7 separate regions of the Mus musculus genome follow, and regions 1, 3, 4, 5, 6 and 7 are each linked to region 2. The links are chromatin contacts, called in public HiChIP or PLAC-seq maps. All regions are on one chromosome and are shown on one strand. The core of a region is the stretch at or near the end of the contact, and the rest is flanking DNA. Distances in the headings are between cores, read along the strand shown. Region 1 has its middle 24 kb from the start of Gm35692. Region 2 holds the start of Mrps18a (mitochondrial ribosomal protein S18A). Region 3 overlaps F630040K05Rik (RIKEN cDNA F630040K05 gene). Region 4 overlaps Gm35456 (a long non-coding RNA gene). Region 5 overlaps F630040K05Rik (RIKEN cDNA F630040K05 gene). Region 6 holds the start of Dnph1 (2'-deoxynucleoside 5'-phosphate N-hydrolase 1). Region 7 overlaps Capn11 (calpain 11).

Region 1 (3,000 bases), core at 379-2,878, 260 kb before region 2:
TCGAAGTAGCTTCCCTGAGCCAGACGAGGGGACAAGGGTTCTCCTCCCTGGGTGGGGAGCCCCCTCTTACCGTTGCTCAGCACCCTCTGAGCTCATCCACCCAGTACTCTTATTTCCTGGGAGACCAGCCCAGTGTCCAACTGCAGTCCTGATTCATACAGCCCAGTTATATGCTGGGTTAAAGAAAACAAACAGCGACTCATGGACCAGCAAGATTGTCTGCCAGACCCAGCGGCCTTCCATGTGGGGATGCTGCGCTGGCTGTCTGTCCAGGCCACAGGGGGAGAGGTATGGGAAGCAAGAATATGTGAGACAGTCCAGTCAAGCTAGGAACCTGTCACTTCCTTCCAGAAAACAGATCTAGGAAAACCATGTGCGTAGAGGAATAACTCTGAGTCTCTCCTAGCCTAGGCCATGCAAGCAGCCAGCCTGGCTCACTGCCTCAACTCTTCTCTCTGGCCTCATGTAGCTCTCCTACCTGGAGAGTGGCTGGGAGAAAGTGGGCCGTTCCACCCACCCCTGCAGTCTCCTCTCCCCTCTCCTCTGCATGTGCTCTGTACACTCTGTGCGATCGGTCATACTGTGGTTGGAGGGTGCCCACTTTCCTCTGTCCAAAGACCCGGCTTTCTAGCCCATCCTGTACCCTTCTGATTCCCCAGGAAAAAGCACACTGAAGAGCGTCTCCTGACCAGGTAGGTATAGCTCTTCCTACTATCAGTTCCGTCTAGAAGCTGATCAGGCAGGACGGCAAGGGAGTGGAGGTCACTGTGTAGAGGGGTGGCCTGTGGGACTGTAGAGAGGACCTAGGCAGGTGGTCAGAGATCTGGGCCCCTCCTAGCTCTCTCAAGGGTTCCCATTCCTATTTTTTTTTTTACACACTTAAGAAGAAAAGCAATACCCCAGCTGTGACCACAACATGGGATTAGTAGTTAAGATAAAAAGCTGACTGGGGTCCTTGCCTGTGCAGCAGCAGTTGGGGTGACATCGGTCTTAGGAGCAATGTGCTGAGGGATGTGAGCCCCAGCAGTTGCCATCCGGGCCTCCAGGGAGGCAGTTATACAGGGAAGGGGAGGGGGCGTAGTTTTGAGCTTTCAAAGTTAAGAAAAACCAAGAGGGTCAGGACACCGGGCAATGGGGGAATGAATGGCTTGTCATGGCCAGCCAAGTGGGTGGCACAGGAGAGCTCATTCAGGTCCCACACTGAAAGTGATCGTGGAAAATCTGGCAAAGTCTTTGCCAAATGCTGGTGCATGGCTGGTCCAGCCCACAGTGTGGCTGATGCAACAGAGATTGGGATTTCAAGGATAAAGAACGGAATGACGTTCTTGCCTTAGTCGTCTCAGATGGAGGAGAAAGCAAGGTGGGGGAGGGAGGGGGGAGAGAAGGGGAGGGAGGGAGGGAGAGAGAGAGAGAGAGAGAGAGAGAGAGAGAGAGAGAGAGAGTCCGATCCAAGGTCAGTTTTAGAAAAAATGAACTGGATCCTCTCTGAGGCATCATTTCTGGTGCACACAGGAAATCTCTGCCCTGGAGGTGATTTGCCTTGGAGCAGCAACTAGCCATGGGCAGCTGAATCCAGCTTTGCTGTCCATGAGGCTAGGGCTTTCCTCTTCAGACCTTCTAGATGACGCCACTAATATCAAATAGTGAGTCAGCAGCAGACCGTGTTCCTCCTTCTCCTCCATGCTGCAAGTTGCGGTTTGGACTCAGCAGAGTCAAGGATAATGTAGTGGGACTGGCTCCTGCATCAGCCCCCTGGTGACAGGTAATGATGGAGAGCTGGAATTCTCTAGGGCTGGCCCCCCTGGGGACCTGTCATTAGTCCCTATATCGCCTGAGATTTTTATCAATGATTTGAATGGAGAGGCAGGGGCTTCCTCCCTGTTTGCTGGTGACCCACCCCTGACAGGAACAGGAGCACAATGGTCTCCAGGCAAGGCCAGTGTGCCCGAAATAATGAACAAAAGCAACAGGAGGCAGTAACCGTGGCATGTATGAGAAACCTAGCTCCTGGGTGACAAGAGATCAACAGACTCTGAGTCCTGGGACTTAGGACGTTCCTGGCTTATGGGAAAAAGAAATCTGACTGTTCACTGGGAATAGGGAGCAGGTTAAACACTTAGGAAATCTCCACAGTAGGAAGATATGGGATTCCTATAAGGAACAAGGCTGTGAGGACATTCTCCCTCACATTTCCTTAAGCAACAAAGTAGGATGTGTGGCCCCGTATCTGACAGCACAGATCAGCTTCTATGAAATACTAGCAGGTTTATGTCCCTATCCAGACAATGGGAGACCAAGGTACTGCTCATGTCTTTGATCCGTCTTTTGAGTCATATACATATGCCCCCACCCCACCCCGTATAGCTAGAGCATCCTGCACCGTAGTCCTACTTAAAAAATAAAAATCAAATAGATTAGGAAATGTAGCTGATCACTCAGATTTGAAAGTAACAAACTCTGCCCTGTAAGGTTTTACTGACAGAAGCCTGAGCCTCTGGCTGGGGGAGGCACGCGTCTAGTCTTATGCTAACTGGCTAGGCTATGCCCAGATAGGGGTAGCCATGTTTGGAGAGAACCCTGGTAGTTGGATTCAAACTTGGGGGACAGTTTGGCTCTACTAGGGACGGTGTGGGAGAGGGAACTAGGCAAGCCTGGCAGTCTGGGGGTACAGAGAGTCACTGGGTGCTGTGTGAATTGGAGAGCCTGGGGGGGGGGGCTGGCAAGGGCAAGCAGCAGCGGTCCACGTGTTTGTGTGGTGAGAACTTCACACACTGAGCCATCTCCCCAGCCCCATCTCTCCTCCCCACTTTTATAGTTCCTTCCCCTCCTAAAACCAGACCTAGACTCCCTTCTATATGTTTGAAGTGTCTCTTAAAACACATATCTCCTCTGAATATGAGGGTTCATGTTAACTATCTGTTTTAGAATTTATACGTTGATACAAGTTCTAACTGTGGCTCTCTTGTTGTCTATTGTCTTCATTCAACATTGCTGGTTAGG
Region 2 (2,819 bases), core at 46-2,545:
GAGATCAGGCATGACCGCCCATGGATGCTCACACAAGGTGTACATCCATGGGAAGAACTTAATGGGTCAGAATCCACTACATCACCCCCAACTGAGTGAGCTCCCTTTTATGATGCATGGGCTAACTGATTGTTTCCAGCTGAAAGGCCACATCTCTCAGCTTCCCTTTCAGACTACGAAGTCATTTCTACTCCTGTAAGGGGCTGTTGCCCATCTTCCCTTGCTGAGAATAAGCATTGTCCCTGCTAAGGACAAACTGAGCCTCTCTTTCTGTCTCTCTACAGCTGCCTTTAAATAACCTAGCATAATGGTGGTGCAGCAACCCGGGCTTTGACACCAAATGTTAGATCTCTTAGGCAGTGTAGGGAGACAGAAGACCGAAAAAGAGGCTAAAGCCTTTTCTCCGCAGAGAGGTCTGTTCATTCCAAAACAGTGAAGGACAAAAGAGGTGCCAATGTGGGAAACGCTGGCAGTGACTCTTTATAGGGGGGGAGGGGGGAGCGGTGTTGTTTCCATTCATAAAGAACTAGGGATGCCCTGGGCTTCCCAGGATGCAGCCACAAGGGTGACTAGGGTGGCCCAGCTTCGCATTCCTCTCTGCACTGGCGGACTGACCAAAGTCATTTGTAGGAATCCTGTCTCCTGACCAAAGCATTCTATAATTCCAAACCCTGCAAGAAATCAGGGAAGTGTATATAAACACAAAGATTGAAAGTGTGTATAAGGGGCTGGAGAGATGGCTCAGCGGTTAAGAGCACCAACCACTCTTCCGAAGGTCCTGAGTTCAAATCCCAGCAACCACATGGTGGCTCACAACCATCTGTAATGAGATCTGACGCCCTCTTCTGGGGTGTCTGAAGACAGCTACAGTGTAATTAGATATAATAATATCTTTGGGCAGGAGAGCAAGCAATGATGGCTCACAACCATCTGTACAGCTACAGTGTACTCATATACATTAAATAACTAGCTAACTAACTAAATAAATAAATCTTTTAGAAAAGAAAAGAAAGTGTGTATTAGCAACAAAGATCGGCAGGTGGGAGGGGTGGTCAACTGTATTCCACCTCTGATGCTGAGGGCCAGAGTCCTTACCATCCCAATCTGTCCTGACAGGTCTAGCCTCAGTCACAAAAGCTGCCCAGCAGGAAGAAAAACTAAGGAAACCGGGTGGCGTGTAATTTACAGACAGAGGAGGTGACAGAAACAGAAGGGATCGGTGACCACGAGAAACCCTCCCGCCGCACAGCGGCTGCGCACACCCCTGCTCCGGAAGCGGAAGTGCACACGCGGTCAGGTGCGTTCCAAGATGGCGGCCCTCAGGGCTCTGGTGTCAGGCTGCGGGCGGCAGCTCCAAGCGTTCCTGGCAGGCCCCGCTGCCACTGGCTGGTTATGGCTTCCAGCTCGCGGGTTGAGAGAAGGTGAGTCCCAGGACCCAGCGACCCCCGGGACTTGAGGAGAGCGTCGTGACACTTCAGCCAGCCGCGATGTGCCCCTCCCTCTCAGCGACTCTGAGACCCGGGAGGTGCGATCCCCCGCGGGCCGCTTAAAGGCTTTACAGACGCTGGCGGGGTGGCTTCACCTCCCGGTTCTCAGTGTCTTCCGAAAGTCAAGGAGAACTGAGAGAAAGACCTGGTCGTTTAAAGATCAAAGAGAAGAATGTCTCAGAGTTCAGAAAAGCTATAAAGGCTGAGTGTTAATTCTCCCATCATTTTCCAAATCGCCTCCTCCTTGGTTAAAGCATGCCGCCAAGCCCACCTTATCAATTCTTCTCTGAAAAATGTGTGATTAAATGGTCACTTTCTCTGCCTAAGCTACGGACTTGTAAGATAGCAGCCAAAGTGCAATGGCAGTTGAACAACTAAGACTTGCTAAATGTTAGGTCTGCATTTCATTAATATTAAATCTGGAAAGGTAACCAGATTCTAGCATCATCTGAGACCTTACTGAAGGTCAAACGCTGTGAGTCTAGCTGTAAAAGGACTGTAAAGGGAAAAAGCACGGCTTCCTTGGGTTCTAACGAGCTATGTATACATCCCCACCAATAAACGGAAGTTATCCGTTTGCATGAAAAAGTACAGTAAGATTCTGTAACCAGAAATAGCAAAGTCAGTTTGAAATTTTCATAAAGAGGATGCTCTTGAACAGGCTCGTAAAAGGATGGAGTTTGGCAGAGTGAAAAGGTCTTTCTGGATATAGTCTTTTCTGTATTCTGTGAGAAGCAGGAAAGGATAAGTGATGTAGATAAAGAAATGATGCGGGAAGGGACTTGTCTTTAAAATTGGCCAACCAGGGAATATTAGTTAAAACTGAGAAATAAGTTGGGCGTGGTGGCTCACAACTTTAATCCCAGCACTCGGGAGGCAGAGGCAGGCAGATTTCTGAGTTTGAGGCCAGCCTGGTCTACAGAGTGAGTTGACAACCAGGGCTATACAGAGAAACCTTGTCTCGAAAAACCAAAAAAAAAAAAAAAAAAAAAAAAGAATGGCAGATAGATAAACTGGGCAGTGGTAGCACCCCTTTAATCCCAGGAGACAGAGGCAGGCAGATTAAGTTCAAGGCCAGCCTGGCCTACAGAGCGAGTTCTAGGAGAGTTCTAGGACAGTTAGGGCTACATAGAGATAACCTGTCTTGAAGATAGAAGAAGGAGAAGGAGAAAGAAGGAAGAAGGATGAGGAGGAAGAAGAAGAAGGAAAAAAGAAGAAAGAGTGGCCAATAAGGGATTCAGTTCAGGGGAATCAAGAGATAATTAAGGGGGCATTTGTGTGTGTGTGTGTGTGTGTGTGTGTGTGTCAGATTAACTCATCAAGAAGGTCACC
Region 3 (2,916 bases), core at 282-2,781, 330 kb before region 2:
ATATACATGCATTCACAGGACATGCACTCACACATGTACATGCAGCATACACGCACACATGCATGCACAAGTGTGTGCACACACTCAAACTAACCAAAACCGATGCTTTTAACTTATGAAAACCGGTACATTGTCATGCATCTTACAGGTGTCTTCCTCTGATCTCTGATTTTATCTTTTGATTTTTATTTATAATGTTTTTCCTTGTAATTTCTTTGTGGGTGCATGTATTAATTACTTCTGTTATGACTTCTGTTTGTCCTGTGTCTAGGAAACTTGATACCCGGGGATCACACAATCATTTTCACAAACATTTTTAGAAACGTGTGTGTGTGTGTGTGTGTGTGTGTGTGTGTGTGTGTCTGAGTGTGTGTGTGTGTGAGTGTGTGTGTGAGTGAGTGAGAGTATGTGAGTGTGTGTGTGTGTGAGTGTGAGTGAGTGTGTGTGAGTGAGTGAGTGTGTGAGTGAGTGAGAGTATGTGAGTGTGTGTGTGTGAGTGTGTGTGAGTGAGTGAGTGTGTGTGAGTGTGTGAGTGAGTGAGAGTATGTGAGTGTGTGTGTGAGTGTGTGTGAGTGAGTGAGTGTGTGTGAGTGTGTGTGTGTGAGTGTGTGTATGAGTGAGTGTGTGTGAGTATGTGTGTGAGTGAGTGAGAGTATGTGAGTGTGTGTGTGAGTGAGTGTGTGTGAGTGAGTGTGTGAGTGAGTGAGAGTATGTGAGTGTGTGTGTGAGTGTGTGTGAGTGAGTGAGTGTGTGTGAGTGAGTGTGTGTGTGAGTGTGTATGTGTGAGTGAGTGAGAGTGTGTGTGTGTGTGTGTGTGCGCGCGCACTTGCCTGTCTGTATGTACACTGTGTGCATGCTATACCTTTGCAGGCCCAAAGAGGGTGCTGGGTTATCTGGAATTGGGGTTGTGAGTTCTTAGGAGCTTCCATGTGGGTGCTGGGAACTGAGCCTCAGCACAGAGCAGCTGGTGCTCTTTTTTTTTTTTTTTAAGATTTATTTATTTATTATATGTAAGTACACTGTAGCTGTCTTCAGACACACCAGAAGAGGGCATCAGATCTCATTACGGATGGTTGTGAGCCACCATGTGGTTGCTGGGATTTGAACTCCAGACCTTTGGAAGAGCAGTCTGCGCTCCTAACTGCTGAGCCATCTCACCAGCCCCCAGCTGGTGCTCTTAACTGCTGAGCCAGATCCCTTGACTTGTGTATAAGTTGATATTTTTGTTTTTTTGGTTTTTTTTTTTTTTGTACTTTTATGGTTTTATTTTTCCAGTGTTTTCTTCAGTTCTTCGATCCTGATGGAATTTATTTCCATGCTAAGAGTGAGGTAAGGAGTCCAGATTTATTTATTTGCCATCTAAATATCTGGTGAAGTGACTCAATTTATTGAATTCTCCTGTTTATTTGGGTCCTTTTATTCTCCACAGCTGATCCTGTGCGGACTCTGGGCTCCAGCCATTTTAATTACTCTTGCTGTGCAGTGTTCTGCAGAATGTCTGCCAGACCTACCCTTCCGTGCTTAGTGTGCTTTGCTTTTCTCTGGAATTTTTCTGTCTATTCTTTTATATATGTCCCCCCACCCCCAATTAAAATTGTCATCATCCCATGGCTCCCACGGCAACTGATCCTTCGTGCCCATACATAGTCCACTAAACCGATAGCTCATTTACAGTGATAGTGACGTATTCAGGAGACTACTCTTTCTCCATGAGCAAGGTCCCCCTTTATTTACTCAGGTCTGTGGAGTGTTCCCTGTTTGGGTTTTATAGCTCTTTCCACTTATGCCTGCACATTTTAAAATGTGTTTTATGTGATGTCGTTTTCATAAGTGGCACCCCACCCCCATCCCCCATCATTTTGTTAGTGACCTTCTGTGCTTAGGACATTTTGTTTTTAGGCACTTTGCTAAGTTCTGTGGTGAAGATTAACCATTTTGTAGTACAAACTGTAATCATTGCTACTGGGCAGGGCAAGGCAGGAGGATCGTAAGTTCGAGGCTTGGCTGGGGCAGTTAGTGGCACCTTGTCTCAAAGGAAAAGCCAAGAGGATGGGCCCCCATAGTACACCTAACTTTTGGCTGTTGATAGATGTTGAAAAAAGAAACATTGCTTTTCCTTGAGGACATGGCTGTTGGCAGTTTGCTCCCAGCCGGCCCAGTGGACGGCCACACCCACTGTGCACAGGGGCAGCTTAGTCAGGACTCAAAGTGCTTTTAAAAACAACAGGAGAGCTGGGCGGCGGTGGTGTACGCCTTTAATCCCAGCACTTGGGAGGCAGAGGCAGGCGGATTTCTGAGTTCGAGGCCAGCCTGGTCTACAAAGTGAGTTCCAGGACAGCTAGGGCTATACAGAGAAACCCTGTCTTAAAACAAACAAACAAACAAAAAACCCTGAAAGTAATGAATGTTAAAAGAAAAAGATGGGGCTGGTGAGATGGCTCAGTGGGTAAGAGCACCCGACTGCTCTTCCGAAGGTCCAGAGTTCAAATCCCAGCAACCACATGGTGGTTCACAACCATCCGTAACAAGATCTGACTCCCTCTTCTAGTGTGTCTGAAGACAGCTACAGTGTACTTACATATAATAATAAATAAATCTTAAAAAAAAAAGAAAAAGATACATAAGGGAAGAGAGCCTGCAGATGATGCCTTTTAAGAAAAAAATTGATTTTTATCTTATGCAAGTTTGAATGTATGCCTGTGCACCACCTGCATGTCTGGTGCTGGCAGAGGCCAGAAGAAGGCATTGGGTCCTCTGGACCTGGAGTTATAGATTACTGAGAGCCACCGTGCGGGTTCTGGGAATCCAACCCCTGTCTTCTGGAAGATCAGCAAGTGTTCTACCTGCACGGGTGATTCTTGTGAAACATTCAAGTACTAATAATACTGTCCAGTGGTAATAATTTTTTCTTCCAAA
Region 4 (3,096 bases), core at 455-2,954, 400 kb before region 2:
TATAACTGGTTATTTCTTCTCCAAATTTAAATACTGTTTCCTATCTGCCACTGCTTCCAATTGCACAGACGTTAGTTACTCTGATCTAGTGTTCACAATGTTGGGGTTGAAGGTTACAAGGTGGCCAGTGGAGTGCTTGCTTCTGGGTGAGTGGAGAGGGGAGCCATCACCTCAGTGTGGGTGAGGGTCTGCGCCTCCGTGGATGGGAAGGAGGAGGGGGACTCAGATGGACTGTGTTTACATGGAAGTTAATTACTTGGAAGTTAATCAGCAGTATCAGGCGCAGGCAGGGGGCAGACAGGAGACAGAAATAAAGAGGAATTACACGTAAAGGAAATGACATCATGCGGCCACAAATTGGACTCAGTGTTCTTCAGTTTGCAGATGTATGTATGTATGTATGTATGTATGTATGTATGTATGTATGTATGTATGTTTATATATTTTCACAGGTGACAGGGTCTCAATAAATAGCTCTGGCTGGCCTGGGACTCCCATTTGTAAGCTTGCAGAGTCCTGGGCCACCACGCTTGGCTGTAGGACGTGGCATGCAGACACGACTTCTCACCTCCTGGTTTTTCTTCTTCTCTCCACCCAGAAGGCTGTGGGATAAACAGGTATAGTGACAGGCTAAAGCTGGCTTTTGACTTTTTTTATCTTAAAAAAAAAAAAACCACTTGTTTTATTTTATGTGTGTGTGTGTGTGTGTGTGTGTGTGTGTGTGTGTGTGTGTGCCTGAGTATATTTGTATGTACACACGGGGTGAGGGTAAGCCAGAAGAGGTGTCAGTGAAGACTACCAGAGGACCAGGGCCAGTCAACTCCCAGAACAAAGTGGGAGTCCTTGTTTCATGTGAGAGGGGTCTCAGTCAAGGTCTGACTTGGCTCCACCTGCTGGATGGCATGGAGGGTCGCCTTTCTGGTCACCACCAGGACCCAGTTTTCTGCTCAGACTTGGTTTTCCTTGCCTGTCCCAGCAGTGGCTTCAGCCACCTTCCTGCCTGACAGGCTGGCTGGCAACTTATATTCTGTTTTTCGTTTCACAAGTGGCTTTCCCCTCTTTCCTTTTAAAATTGAGAGGAGCAGGGGGCAGGCAGTGGTGGTGCACAGCCTTAACCCTAGCACTCGGGAGGCAGGGGCAGGCAGATTTCTGAGTTCAAGACCAGCCTGGTCTACAGAGCAAGTTCCAGGACATCCAGGGCTACACAGAGAAACTCAATAAACAAAGAAGCTAATTAATTAATTAATTAATTAATCAAAAATAAAATTGAGACAGCGTTTCATGTATACTAGACTGGCCTCAAACTTGGCTGTGTAGTCCATAATAACATTTGATCAACTTGCCCTACCTGTCATTGCAGGTGTGCACCCCATGCCTGGCTTATGTGGTGCTGGGGATGGAACCCAGGGCGTCATACACGTTAGGCAAGCGCTCTGGGAATCATGTTCAGCCCCAAATTCTGCCCCTCTACAGAAGCCTCTACTCCTCCTTCTAGAACCCCACACACCTGTTTTTCCTCCATCCTAGGGCTTCCCCCGATCTTTTCATGCTGTGAGAGTTTCTATAAGTGCATCTGGCACTACCGGGTAGCCCTCTCATCATTGGATGCCTGACTGAGAAGAGAACACCCAAGCTGACCAGACCTCAGGAACTGCCGGGCAAGTGGCAGGCTGGGATTCCAAATCGGGACTATCTGACCTCATGACTTCTGCTCTTTCAGCTCCCCTGACCTGTGTTGAAACTATTTCTTGGTAAGGTGCCCTCCCCAGCAATTAAAAACTGAAACTGTTTTCCGGAAGCAGCCTTTGGATAACCACCAAGATATTTGGGTTGCTTCCGGTTACTTCTTGGATTATCTTCTCTTAGCCTGAATGGAAGGGAAGACTGTGCTTCTCGCTGGAGCGAGCCTGCCCGCCTGCCCGCCTGCCCGCCTGCCCGCCTGCCCGCCTGCCCGCCTCCCCGCCTCCCCGCCTGCCCGCCTGCCCGCCTTACCAGGTTTGCCTCTTGTCATCTCATGGTTGCATTCACTGTGGCCAAGGAAATGGACCCTTTGCTTTCATGGGGCCCTCTCAGGACCCAGCAAGAAATGGTTTCTCGCCGGGTGTGGTGGCGCACGCCTTTAATCCCAGTACTCGGGAGGCAGAGGCAGGTGGATTTCTGAGTTCGAGGCCAGCCTGGTCTACAAAGTGAGTTCCAGGAGAGCCAGGGCTACACAGAGAAACTCTGTCTCAAAAAAAAAAAAAAATAAATAAAATAAAAGAAATGGTTTCTCCATGTTTGTTGAATAAAGAATTAAGTGAAGAGGGTGAGCCATCTCCCACACCAGCGATGTTTTCTGTCTTCCAAGCCCTATTCCTTCTCTCTGTAAATCCTGGACCATGGAAGCCCACTAGGTGCTGGGTAAGTGGTTATGTTCAGTGGTCCCCACAGTAGTGAGGTGGAGTTTAGCCCTACATGAAGCCTCTCATTTGATCCTTCTTTCTCTTGCTCTATCCCTAGGGTTCCTGCCTTGAGTTTCCAGCATAAGCCCTTAAGAGCTCACAGGTGGCCCTATGGCCAGGAGTGTCCTTTCTTGTCTGGAGAGGTGACCGATCATCTTTTGGAGTTCTGCTCAGATTTCTCATCAATGAAGTTCCAGTCAACACTTACAAAATCCAGGCTGGGTATCTTAAATGGCCTCTCAGGACCTGCCCTGTCTCTTTCCATACCTCTCTGTATTGGGGAGGTGAAGCAGGAGCTTGGAGGACAAGAAGAGTGAAGGATGGGGGCTGGAGAGATGGCTCAGCGGTTAAGAGCACTGACTGCTCTTCCAGAGGTCCTGAGTTCAAATTCCAGCAACCACATGGTGGCTCACAACCATCTGTAATGAGATCTGATGCCCTCTTTTGGTGTGTCTGAAGACAGCTACAGTGTACTTATATATAATAAATAAATAAATCTAGAAGAAGAAGAAGAAGAAGAAGAAGAAGAAGAAGAAGAAGAAGAAGAAGAAGAAGAAGAAGAAGAAGAAGAAGAAGAAGAAGAGAAAAAAAAGAAGAGTGAAGGATGGAATGTCTGCCACTGGCTTCTTTTCTCCCTTTGGCTCTGCCAGAACAC
Region 5 (2,700 bases), core at 107-2,606, 350 kb before region 2:
CAGATCAGAGAGAGCCATAGAACTTCAGGCTCAGCTTCACTCCAAGGCCCAAGGCCTTGGTACTTGGCTGTTCTTCCCTCCATCCAGGGTGGTGGACACTGGGCACCTGCCCCCTCAAGTGCTATTTATGACCTGGTAAATCACTCAGCCAATCCTCAGGCTTAATGAGGCCCAGAGCCCCGCCACTGCACCCCAATTAACCGCAGCATCTGTTTCCCTTTAGCAGAAACAGCGTGGCTGGTGATGGAGAGCCCAGAGTAGGGTGTCGTGAGGTGGGCTCAGAAATGACTTACCACCCACACTGACCTCTGCGATGCTCAGAGCACAGCTCCCCCACCCTCACAAGAAACCAGCAGATCTCCTTAAACACACACTTATATATGTCCTCCTCATTAAAGCAGGCTAGATTGAGTTTTTTTTGGGGGGGAGGGGTGTGACTCAGAGGGATTTGGGATGCCCCACTGTACGCTGGCTTCCTGGAGATTTGGGAGCCTGATGTGAATGTCAGCAAAGGTGTCCAAGTACGGGAAGGGGCAGGAGGTGAGGATGGGAAAAGGGAAACTGTCAGTTGGTGAGGTCACACTCCAACAATCCCAGGGCTCTCACACTGATCCTTGGGCTTAGTGGTCACTTTGCCCACACCGCCTTGCACTGATTGGTGAATGAGTCGGGTGGTCATAGGAGGGAGGGCCCGAGAGGTGAGAGTTCTTCCTGGAAAAGGTAGAGGTGCAGAAAATGAAGGAAAGGAGCCCCCGCCCCATGAACATTGTGGGAGTCAGCTCTTCCTCAGGTAGCTACCTGAGGTCAGGATGCTGGCGATTGTGAGAGTTAGTATGGATTCTGGGGTGCTGGGTTGGGGGACTGTAAATTGGAGTGAGCCAGGGGAGCTGGGAGATTGGACTCATTAGGAAGGCAATGGGTGAAGGAATCTGCAAGGTAGCATTAGCGTTGGATAATTGTCTCAGGAGTACACGGCGAGACGAGTCCCAGTGTGCCTTAAGCAGAAAGCACTTCCATCCACTTAGCCTTAAACAGCAACCACGCATACCGTTACCATCCACTTCTGTACGAGTGGCAGATGTCACTAGCTGATCATAGAATTCTCTCTTCAGTCTAGAAACGTGGTTCTCAACCCGTGGGTCACGACCCTTGTGTGTGTGTGTGTGTGTGGGTTGTCAAATGACTCTCTCACATGGGTCACATATCCTGCACATCAGAGATTTACATTATGATTCATAACAGTTGCAAAATTTACAGTTATGAGGTAGCAACAGAAATAATGTTATGGTTGGGGTCACCGCGACATGAGGAACCGTGCCAAGGGCACAGCATTAGGGACATTGAGAAACATTGGTCTAAAAGGAGAGTCTCACTTCTCATTTTTGGGTTCAGGCTATCACTGTGAGCTGATTAGGACCATTAGAAGAAATGACAATTTGCTTTCTCTTTAGACGGGACTCAGACATATTTAGGGTCTAAGGAGACTCGTAGGAGAGAACTCATTTGAAGGGGGGGGGGTCATCTAAGTAGCGCTGGCAGAGGAACCAGGCAGGCTTCAGAGTCAGAAAGCAGAGACAATGCTAAACCAGCCTGGTTTTTATCACTGCATTTTCTGTGGCCTACCTTTTTGAAAGATATAAGGGTAAGGGGCATACATTCCTCCAAGCAGGAGAAAGTGCCAAGGGTAAAATGTGTTTCACAATATCATGTGCCAGAGAGCGGAATACCACATAGCTGGCTTGGTGCAGGGATCACCAAGATCTTGAACTTGAAGTGGCCTGTAGAATGATGTGGAGGTCTTCAGGCAGACAGGAGGCTGAGCTCTCAAAGGTGCAGAGCAGAGCTGGGCTACCAGGTGAGCTGTTGCTTCTTCTGAGCTCAGGAGGTTGCAGAGTCACACCAATGAGCTGTGCGCTTGCTGCCTTTTTGGTGGCTTACTCCCCACCCCCACCCCCCCATCCCACCCCCCACCCCACCCCTCAGTCCCCCGAAGAGACAGATGCTGGGCCTCTGTTCTCATTCTCCGGCCCCACGAACGAACACTCATGCACTTGCTCATTTCTGCATTCACACACATATTCATAACCTGCCCCGCCCTCCATCTTTCCCCAGAAAGCAACAGGAACCCTGCTTTCCACTCTCCAGTGAGCTGTGAGTGCATCTGATTGGTCGAGCTGGAGTTACTTGTGAATTAAAGCTGGGAGGAGCCTAAATGCCCAAGTTTGAGCTGCCTGTCACTGCTGAAGTCAATGAGCTAAGACAAAGTTGACCACTTGACCAGAGGGACGGGACTAAATTTTAAACCAACCAACAGTCTGTGTTTCAATTCTCTATCTATCTATCTATCTATCATCTATCTTTCATTTCATACATATATATCTCAATATATATATTTTATATATCTGTATCTCTCATCTAACTATATTTCTCTCTCTCTCTATCCATCTATCTATTTTTATCTATCTGTATATACCTCCATATATTCCCTATATATATGAAATGTAAGGTGGTTTTGTTTTTCTGTTTGTTTTGTTTTGACACAAGATTTCTCTAGGTAGCAATGGCTGTTGTGCAATACTCTGTATAAATCAGGCCTTGAACTCACAAAGATCCCCCTGCCTCTGTCTCCCAAGTGCTGGAACTAAGCATGTGCCATGCCACTCTATCCAGTCATAAAGTAGAGATTTTTTGAATGTTAGT
Region 6 (2,700 bases), core at 154-2,653, 390 kb after region 2:
TAACCGTCTTGCCCGATTCCATATCTCTGTACCCATCAATTAGAGCATTCCTTAGCCCTCGTCAGAAGAGCTTCTTTTTGCAGATTAATAGGGTCTCTCGGAGACTGTAGAGTGTTTGAATGTAAATGGGCCATCTCCATGGAAGAGTGGGTTGAAAGACAGAGGGACTGCCATGAAAACATTGTTTCTGGACATGACAGTGGGGTTACACACATAACTCATAGAAGCTATGACTGCCCGTGCACGATCAGGCTGGTCCAAACCCTACCCTGTGTGGAGAAGGGCCCCATGCCAATAGCTGAAGCGTTGCTGACAGCTAACAGCTGGTGAGGCAGGCACGACCCTGAGAGGCTGCCTGTACTTGTTCCAGTAGATGGTTCCACACCGGTGCACACATAGGTAGCACTAATGGGCTCAGTGGGTAGGGAGGGAAGCTGTAGAGATGGTTCAGTGGTTAACAGCACTGGCCACTCTCCAGAGGACCCAGGTTGGATTGTCAGCACCTGCATGGTGGCTCACTGTGTCTGTAACTCCAGTTTCAGGTTAGCTCATTGTGCTCTTTTGGCTTCTTGGGGCATCAGGCATGCACATGATGTAGAGATATAAACTCAGGCAAACCACCTGTCTTAGTTAGGCTTTTACTGCTGTGCACAGACACCATGACCAAGGCAAGTCTTATAAAAAACAACATTTAATTGGGTCTGGCTTACAGGTTCAGAGGTTCAGTCCATTATCATCAAGGTGAGAGCATGGCAGTATCCAGGCAGGCATGGCACAGGCATTGCTGAGAGTTCTACATCTTCATCCAAAGGCTGCTAGTGGAAGACTGAGTTCCAGGCAACTAGGGTGAGGATCTTATGCCCACACCCACAGTGACACACCTATTCCAACCAGGTCACACCTATTTGAACAAGGCCACACCTCCAAATGGTGCCACTCCCTGGCCCAAGGATAAACAAACCATCACAACACCTATACACATAAAATAATAAAATAATCAAAGATAATAATTATTTTAAATAATAAATAAAAATGAAGTTGGTGTAGGGGATAGAAGATGGATTGGAGGGGAGAGAGAGACTGGGTTAGATTTGATTAAAACACTACATACATGTATGAATAATAAAATATTTTTAAAATAAGTTAACAATCTTTTTTAAATTTTGGAAAGATTAATGAGAGCCAATCACAGTTGCCTATGGATCCCGTACAGAGTTTGAGAGCACTGAGATCCGTACAGAACTACTTGAATAGCTAGGAGCTGGGGAGGGGCAGGTCACGGGGAGGAGTCAGAACTAATGAGCGGGTTGGCTCGGGAAGAGCCTATCCGGGAAGAGAGCGAGCTTGAAGAAGGTCCCCTTACCTCTGGGAGTCGCTTTCCCAGGTCACGTGGTAGCGGCGGCAGCGGTTGCCCGCGCGCGGCGATGGCGGCATCCGGGGAGCTGGTTCCATGCTCTGTGTACTTCTGCGGGAGCATCCGCGGCGGGCGGGAAGACCAAGCTCTGTATTCGCGGATCGTATCCCGGCTGCGGCGCTATGGGAAGGTGCTCACTGAGCACGTGGCTGATGCTGAGTTGGAGCCGCGTGGTGAGGCGACGCGGGCTGGAGACTCGCAGGCTGGGGACCTGTAGGCTAAGGGGACCGGCTGACTAGGGACTTGCCGGATAGGAGACCCACTGGCTAGTAGACATTCAACCTGGGGAACCCGCAGCTCATGTGACCCGCAGGCTAGACCGGAGGCTAGGGGATCTGCAGACTAGGACCTCGTAATGGTTAGGGGACCGGCTGGCTATGGAAGGTCCTGGATTATATGTGTACGTTCCATGCGCAGGTCAAGTGTCCCTGTCCAGCACACTGGAAGCAAGTGACAGCCCAGACCCAGCTTTGGGCTAGCAAGGCTTTGATAAGCTGGTCTGGATAAGCACTCCTCCAGTAGGAAAGTTGTACCTAGAACTCTTGTATTTCTGCTCCAAAAACTTTTAAGTAGATCTCCCTTGCCCCATGCAAGAACAAACTCCTAAGCTGTGGACTCTAAAGCAATTCTGGGAGAATCTTTTAAAAGACAAAGAATCAATCGTAGGCAAAAAATGCCAGGGGATTGGAAAGAACCTGTTTGTGCTTATGCTTGGCTAGCGCATGGTGTGTTTTGTTGATAGTTCTCCACCTTCAGCGCCAATGTCAGCACTCTGGAGGCAGAGGGTAGGATGAGTTCCAGGCCAACCTGGGCTACAGAGTTAACCCCTGTCTCAAAGAAATGAGACAAAACAGTCTACAGAGTGTGATAGCCTGGAGAAAACCTTTGAATCTGGGTTTTCTCCCCTAGTCACTTTTCTTGCTTTTTCTTTTTCTTTTCTTTATTTTGGAAACAGGCTGTCATAAACGCACAGTGACGTCAGACTTGTAGCCAAGGATGGCCTTAGAACTCGCCATCCTCCTGCCTTCACCGCCCAAGTGCTAGAACTACAGGCACCTGCTGCTACACACAACTTGTTAGTTTGTTTTTTGAGACAGGGTCTCTCTACATATCCCTGGCCATCATGGTACTTACAGTGTAGACCAGGCTGTGTTGGAACTCACAGATTTCCCCAGCCTCTGCTCCCGGGGCTGGGATTAGTGCTATGAGCCATGATCCTCAGGCTCACAAAAGAAGTTTTAGACAGTGTGGTTCTGCTCTGCCACCTGCAGAGCCTTACCGTCCTA
Region 7 (2,727 bases), core at 162-2,661, 480 kb before region 2:
GATTTCTCTGTGTAGCCCTGGCTGTCCTGCAACTCACTCTGTAGACCAGGCTGGCCTCGAACTCAGAAATCAGCCTGCCTCTGCCTCCTGAGTGCTGGGATCAAAGGCGTGTGCCACCACTGCCCGGCTCCATGGTGTGATTAAGGGAAGGTTTTTACTGTAGGGACGAGAGAGAGAGAGAGAGAGAGAGAGAGAGAGAGAGAGAGAGAGAGAGAGAGAAGATTGAATATGGCCGGTAGAGAGAGGTGGGAGAAGGAGGGAGACCAGGAGAACACAGGCAAAAGACTGGAGTGGAGAGAGAGAGAGAGAGAGAGAGAGAGTCAAAATAGCAGGGTTATAAGACTGAGCAGGTGTAGGAAGGGCTGAGAGGAGCCAGGATGCAGACATGGACTCTGCAATGTGTAACAGACACGTGTGACACTCAGGGAACTTTGGTATACTAATAAACACCGCAGGTAGCTACTTGTTCCCTCTGTTAGTGATAAGGGGAAAGGCTTCTCTTGGCAGAGGTGGGACTGGCTTCCTAAGTTCCTGACCTATGTTGGCTTTTGTCTAACTGCCAGAATTTGGGGGAATTTGCAGAATTTGACAGAAACCACCGGTCCCTAGGAAGCTGTACACAGAGGCAGGAAGTATCCTGATTGCTCTGTGGAACGAAGGTTTAATCTAAGGGAAGTGGTTTAATCTAAGGGAAGCCTTATCTAGGAGGCTGAGTCACGGGAGGAAGGTCCTATGGTGGCATTATTACTGGCTCTATAAGAGAAGGAAGAGCGAGGACCAGGAAGATGGCCTGCCACTCAAGCCTGATGGTTGGGACCCAGGGATTCACTTTAAAAAGCCAGATAAGGGGGTACGCATCTGCAATCCAAGTCCTGAGATGAGATGGAGAAACACCAGCTGCTCTCAGCCCACCCAGCCAGTCCGGAGCCCGTACAGCAGCCGGAAGACAGACCTCCAGTCGCCTACCAGAAGGGACTCCTCATTGTGTGGTCTACCAGCTGGCTCTTGCAACTAACTGCCTGTCCTTTGATTTGGTTGGTTGGTTTGGTTTGGTTTCCAAGACAGGGCCCTGGCTGTCTTAGGAACTCCCTCTGTAGACCAGGCTGGCCTGAACTCATAGAGATCCACCTGCCTCTCAAGTCTGGGGATTAAAGGCGTTGGTCACCCCCACCACTCCCAACACACACACCTGGAGCTTGTCCTCTGATCTTTGAGACCCCTGCGGTGCGGTCTTTGGAGGAGGGGCAGTTTGAGGGAAAATAGGACAAAGGCACCTCAAAGCCTTGTGGCCTCTTGGCTTTGTCAGCCCCAGGTCAGGCTTCGCTGGCCATTGGCTCAGTGGCGCCCCTCCACCCCACAACGTTCAACGCATCTAAGAGTTCCTAATGTTTTCAAAGCTTGGGGCTGAGCTGCGTTTAACATCCTGTAACCCTGCAGCGCCCCCTAGTAATTTGTAGACAAGCACATTTGCAGAGCCCCTCTTTGGTATTGAAGAATTAAGTGGGAAAATAACCTTGTCCTCTTTATTAGAATAATGTGTACGACGCGGCGCGGGGAGGCGATGGAATTCCTGACAAGAGGGCGGGCTAGGAGGCGGGTGTGAGTTGACAGCACGCGGGAACACTTAAGCTGAAGATTGCCTTCGCCAGAGAAAAACTGGCGGAGAATCCACCTCATTTTTAGTCTAAATACGGCGTGAGAGTGCTCGGGGCGTGGTGGGGGTGGGGGAGGGGGGTGTTGGTGTTCCGGTCAGCCCGGATCAGGGGACCAGAGTAAACACTGTGCCTGGGGCACTGGAGAGCGAGAGCGACAAGGAGCATCCACCATCCTGGCCGGAGCAGGAGCGCCACCGGCGGAGGGAGGAACGAGGGAGCCAGGCTTCGCATCTCCCTACCCCCACATGGTTATTTGCAGCCACTGCAAAGACAGCAGAAAAGAGGAGACTTTCTGCAGAGGATGGAGAGTGGGTGGGACTAGAGGGGAGGGGTTCAGGGTGTGGCCAGACGACCCTTCCCATGCCTTCCCTCTTACCTGGTTAATATCCAAGCAAATAGAACCAGTTTTCTTGGTGTCCATGGATAAGAAGAACGCTGTTTTAAGGATAAGGGCGTGGGGCAGGGGTAGAGGGCGGGGGCGGGGTTAGATCTGAGATGAGGGTTTAAAAGACCCGAAAGGTAGTAGAAAGGTATCCCTTTTTCATCAGGAGTGAATCACAGCTACCCTGGTTAGGAGATGGGTCTGGTTCAGAGCGCTTGGCTCGGACCCATTTACTTTGAATAGAGCCCTGGGAAGAGGAGGGGGGCACTGACTTATTTGTTTTGCACTAATTTATTGTGTGTGAGAGGGGCATGCAGGTGCATATATATGACAGCTTGCACCTGTGGAGCTCAGAGGACAACCTGAGGCTGCTGATGCTCGCCTTCCACCACGTGGGCCCTGGAACTGAACTCAGGTCTTCAGACTTGGTAGCAAGCACTCTTATATGCTGACTCATCTTGCTCCCTATTGTTTTAACCCAGAGTCTCACTAAGTAGCCAGGGTTGCCCCAAACTTGTGATCCTCCTGTCTCAGCTTCCCAAGTTCAAGAATTATAAATATGGGCTTTTTTTTTTATCGTTGGGACAATCTTTTCATATTTATTTATTTATTTGTTTGTTTGTTTATTTATTTATTTATTTATTTTTGAGACAAGAGTCTTCTGGCTGACCCAGGCTGGCCTCAGGCTCA

What was found. HiChIP or PLAC-seq counts read pairs in DNA pulled down with a chosen protein or histone mark.
Region 1: a contact with region 2 is called in an H3K4me3 HiChIP or PLAC-seq map of bone marrow-derived macrophages, with 4 times the contacts expected there. The contact joins the enhancer-like site here to the promoter of Mrps18a in region 2. A contact is called at or near these places in 20 of 39 promoter capture datasets (the 3T3-L1 cell line, the C10 cell line, the HPC-7 cell line and 12 more), 2 of 15 datasets of contacts at CTCF or cohesin (the NIH/3T3 cell line and stem cell-derived epiblast-like cells), 15 of 484 Hi-C or Micro-C datasets (B cells, the BV-2 cell line, the Ba/F3 cell line and 8 more), 22 of 115 datasets of contacts at active chromatin or transcription factors (the NIH/3T3 cell line, the SCID.adh cell line, acute myeloid leukemia and 9 more) and 4 of 9 other capture datasets (adipose tissue, embryonic stem cells, liver and 1 more).
Region 3: a contact with region 2 is called in an H3K4me3 HiChIP or PLAC-seq map of embryonic limb bud, with 4 times the contacts expected there. The contact joins the enhancer-like site here to the promoter of Mrps18a in region 2. A contact is called at or near these places in 10 of 39 promoter capture datasets (the 3T3-L1 cell line, the C10 cell line, the HPC-7 cell line and 7 more), 1 of 484 Hi-C or Micro-C datasets (nephron progenitors), 20 of 115 datasets of contacts at active chromatin or transcription factors (the NIH/3T3 cell line, acute myeloid leukemia, bone marrow-derived macrophages and 10 more) and 4 of 9 other capture datasets (adipose tissue, embryonic stem cells, liver and 1 more).
Region 4: an H3K4me3 HiChIP or PLAC-seq map of bone marrow-derived macrophages shows a contact between it and region 2, with 8 times the contacts expected there. The contact joins the enhancer-like site here to the promoter of Mrps18a in region 2. A contact is called at or near these places in 19 of 39 promoter capture datasets (the 3T3-L1 cell line, the C10 cell line, the HPC-7 cell line and 13 more), 3 of 15 datasets of contacts at CTCF or cohesin (CD8 T cells, the NIH/3T3 cell line and large pre-B cells), 19 of 484 Hi-C or Micro-C datasets (the AML12 cell line, B cells, CD4 T cells and 11 more), 30 of 115 datasets of contacts at active chromatin or transcription factors (the 230-238 cell line, DN3 thymocytes, the HPC-7 cell line and 24 more) and 2 of 9 other capture datasets (adipose tissue and liver).
Region 5: a contact with region 2 is called in an H3K4me3 HiChIP or PLAC-seq map of bone marrow-derived macrophages, with 5 times the contacts expected there. The contact joins the enhancer-like site here to the promoter of Mrps18a in region 2. A contact is called at or near these places in 15 of 39 promoter capture datasets (the C10 cell line, the HPC-7 cell line, HPC-7-derived erythroid cells and 10 more), 1 of 15 datasets of contacts at CTCF or cohesin (the NIH/3T3 cell line), 1 of 484 Hi-C or Micro-C datasets (bone marrow-derived macrophages), 22 of 115 datasets of contacts at active chromatin or transcription factors (the 230-238 cell line, bone marrow-derived macrophages, cardiomyocytes and 14 more) and 3 of 9 other capture datasets (adipose tissue, liver and pancreatic islet).
Region 6: a FOXA1 HiChIP or PLAC-seq map of pancreatic cancer cells shows a contact between it and region 2. The contact joins the promoter of Dnph1 here to the promoter of Mrps18a in region 2. A contact is called at or near these places in 2 of 39 promoter capture datasets (the SN4741 cell line and liver), 1 of 115 datasets of contacts at active chromatin or transcription factors (pancreatic cancer cells) and 1 of 9 other capture datasets (embryonic stem cells).
Region 7: a contact with region 2 is called in an H3K4me3 HiChIP or PLAC-seq map of bone marrow-derived macrophages, with 4 times the contacts expected there. The contact joins the enhancer-like site here to the promoter of Mrps18a in region 2. A contact is called at or near these places in 3 of 39 promoter capture datasets (cranial neural crest, liver and second pharyngeal arch cranial neural crest), 1 of 484 Hi-C or Micro-C datasets (B cells), 9 of 115 datasets of contacts at active chromatin or transcription factors (acute myeloid leukemia, bone marrow-derived macrophages, cardiomyocytes and 5 more) and 2 of 9 other capture datasets (adipose tissue and pancreatic islet).

What each region holds. Positions count from the first base shown.
Region 1 is chr17:45,850,968-45,853,967 of GRCm38.p6, forward strand. No RefSeq gene overlaps it. Among named protein-coding and RNA genes, the nearest start is that of Gm35692, 24 kb to the left of the region's middle. Within about 2 kb of position 1,629, at least 46 of the 459 cell types and tissues checked have an H3K27ac peak or open chromatin away from gene starts, as enhancers often do. A contact at or near this core is called in the SCID.adh cell line, bone marrow-derived macrophages, embryonic fibroblasts and 2 more, where this site is marked.
Region 2 is chr17:46,109,709-46,112,527 of GRCm38.p6, forward strand. It overlaps Mrps18a (mitochondrial ribosomal protein S18A), which reads left to right and starts at 1,296. Exons shown (of 6, transcript NM_026768.3): 1 at 1,296-1,421. The coding sequence starts at 1,310.
Region 3 is chr17:45,779,645-45,782,560 of GRCm38.p6, forward strand. F630040K05Rik (RIKEN cDNA F630040K05 gene) reads left to right here. Exons shown (of 5, transcript NR_152153.1): 4 at 1-1,329; 5 at 1,430-1,608. Among named protein-coding and RNA genes, the nearest start is that of Gm46607, 7.6 kb to the right of the region's middle. Within about 2 kb of position 1,532, at least 3 of the 459 cell types and tissues checked have an H3K27ac peak or open chromatin away from gene starts, as enhancers often do. A contact at or near this core is called in embryonic limb bud, where this site is marked.
Region 4 is chr17:45,706,672-45,709,767 of GRCm38.p6, forward strand. All of the region lies in intron 5 of Gm35456 (a long non-coding RNA gene), which reads right to left. Among named protein-coding and RNA genes, the nearest start is that of Gm35456, 19 kb to the right of the region's middle. Within about 2 kb of position 1,705, at least 8 of the 459 cell types and tissues checked have an H3K27ac peak or open chromatin away from gene starts, as enhancers often do. A contact at or near this core is called in bone marrow-derived macrophages, hematopoietic stem and progenitor cells and liver, where this site is marked.
Region 5 is chr17:45,756,870-45,759,569 of GRCm38.p6, forward strand. All of the region lies in intron 2 of F630040K05Rik (RIKEN cDNA F630040K05 gene), which reads left to right. Among named protein-coding and RNA genes, the nearest start is that of F630040K05Rik, 24 kb to the left of the region's middle. Within about 2 kb of position 1,357, at least 54 of the 459 cell types and tissues checked have an H3K27ac peak or open chromatin away from gene starts, as enhancers often do. A contact at or near this core is called in bone marrow-derived macrophages and embryonic limb bud, where this site is marked.
Region 6 is chr17:46,495,386-46,498,085 of GRCm38.p6, forward strand. Dnph1 (2'-deoxynucleoside 5'-phosphate N-hydrolase 1) reads left to right here and starts at 1,404. Exons shown (of 4, transcript NM_207161.3): 1 at 1,404-1,587. The coding sequence starts at 1,425.
Region 7 is chr17:45,628,695-45,631,421 of GRCm38.p6, forward strand. Capn11 (calpain 11) reads right to left here. Exons shown (of 22, transcript NM_001013767.2): 21 at 2,032-2,090; 22 at 1,510-1,917. The coding sequence ends at 1,891. Among named protein-coding and RNA genes, the nearest start is that of Gm52283, 3.1 kb to the left of the region's middle. Within about 2 kb of position 1,412, at least 116 of the 459 cell types and tissues checked have an H3K27ac peak or open chromatin away from gene starts, as enhancers often do. A contact at or near this core is called in adipose tissue, bone marrow-derived macrophages, double positive thymocytes and 3 more, where this site is marked.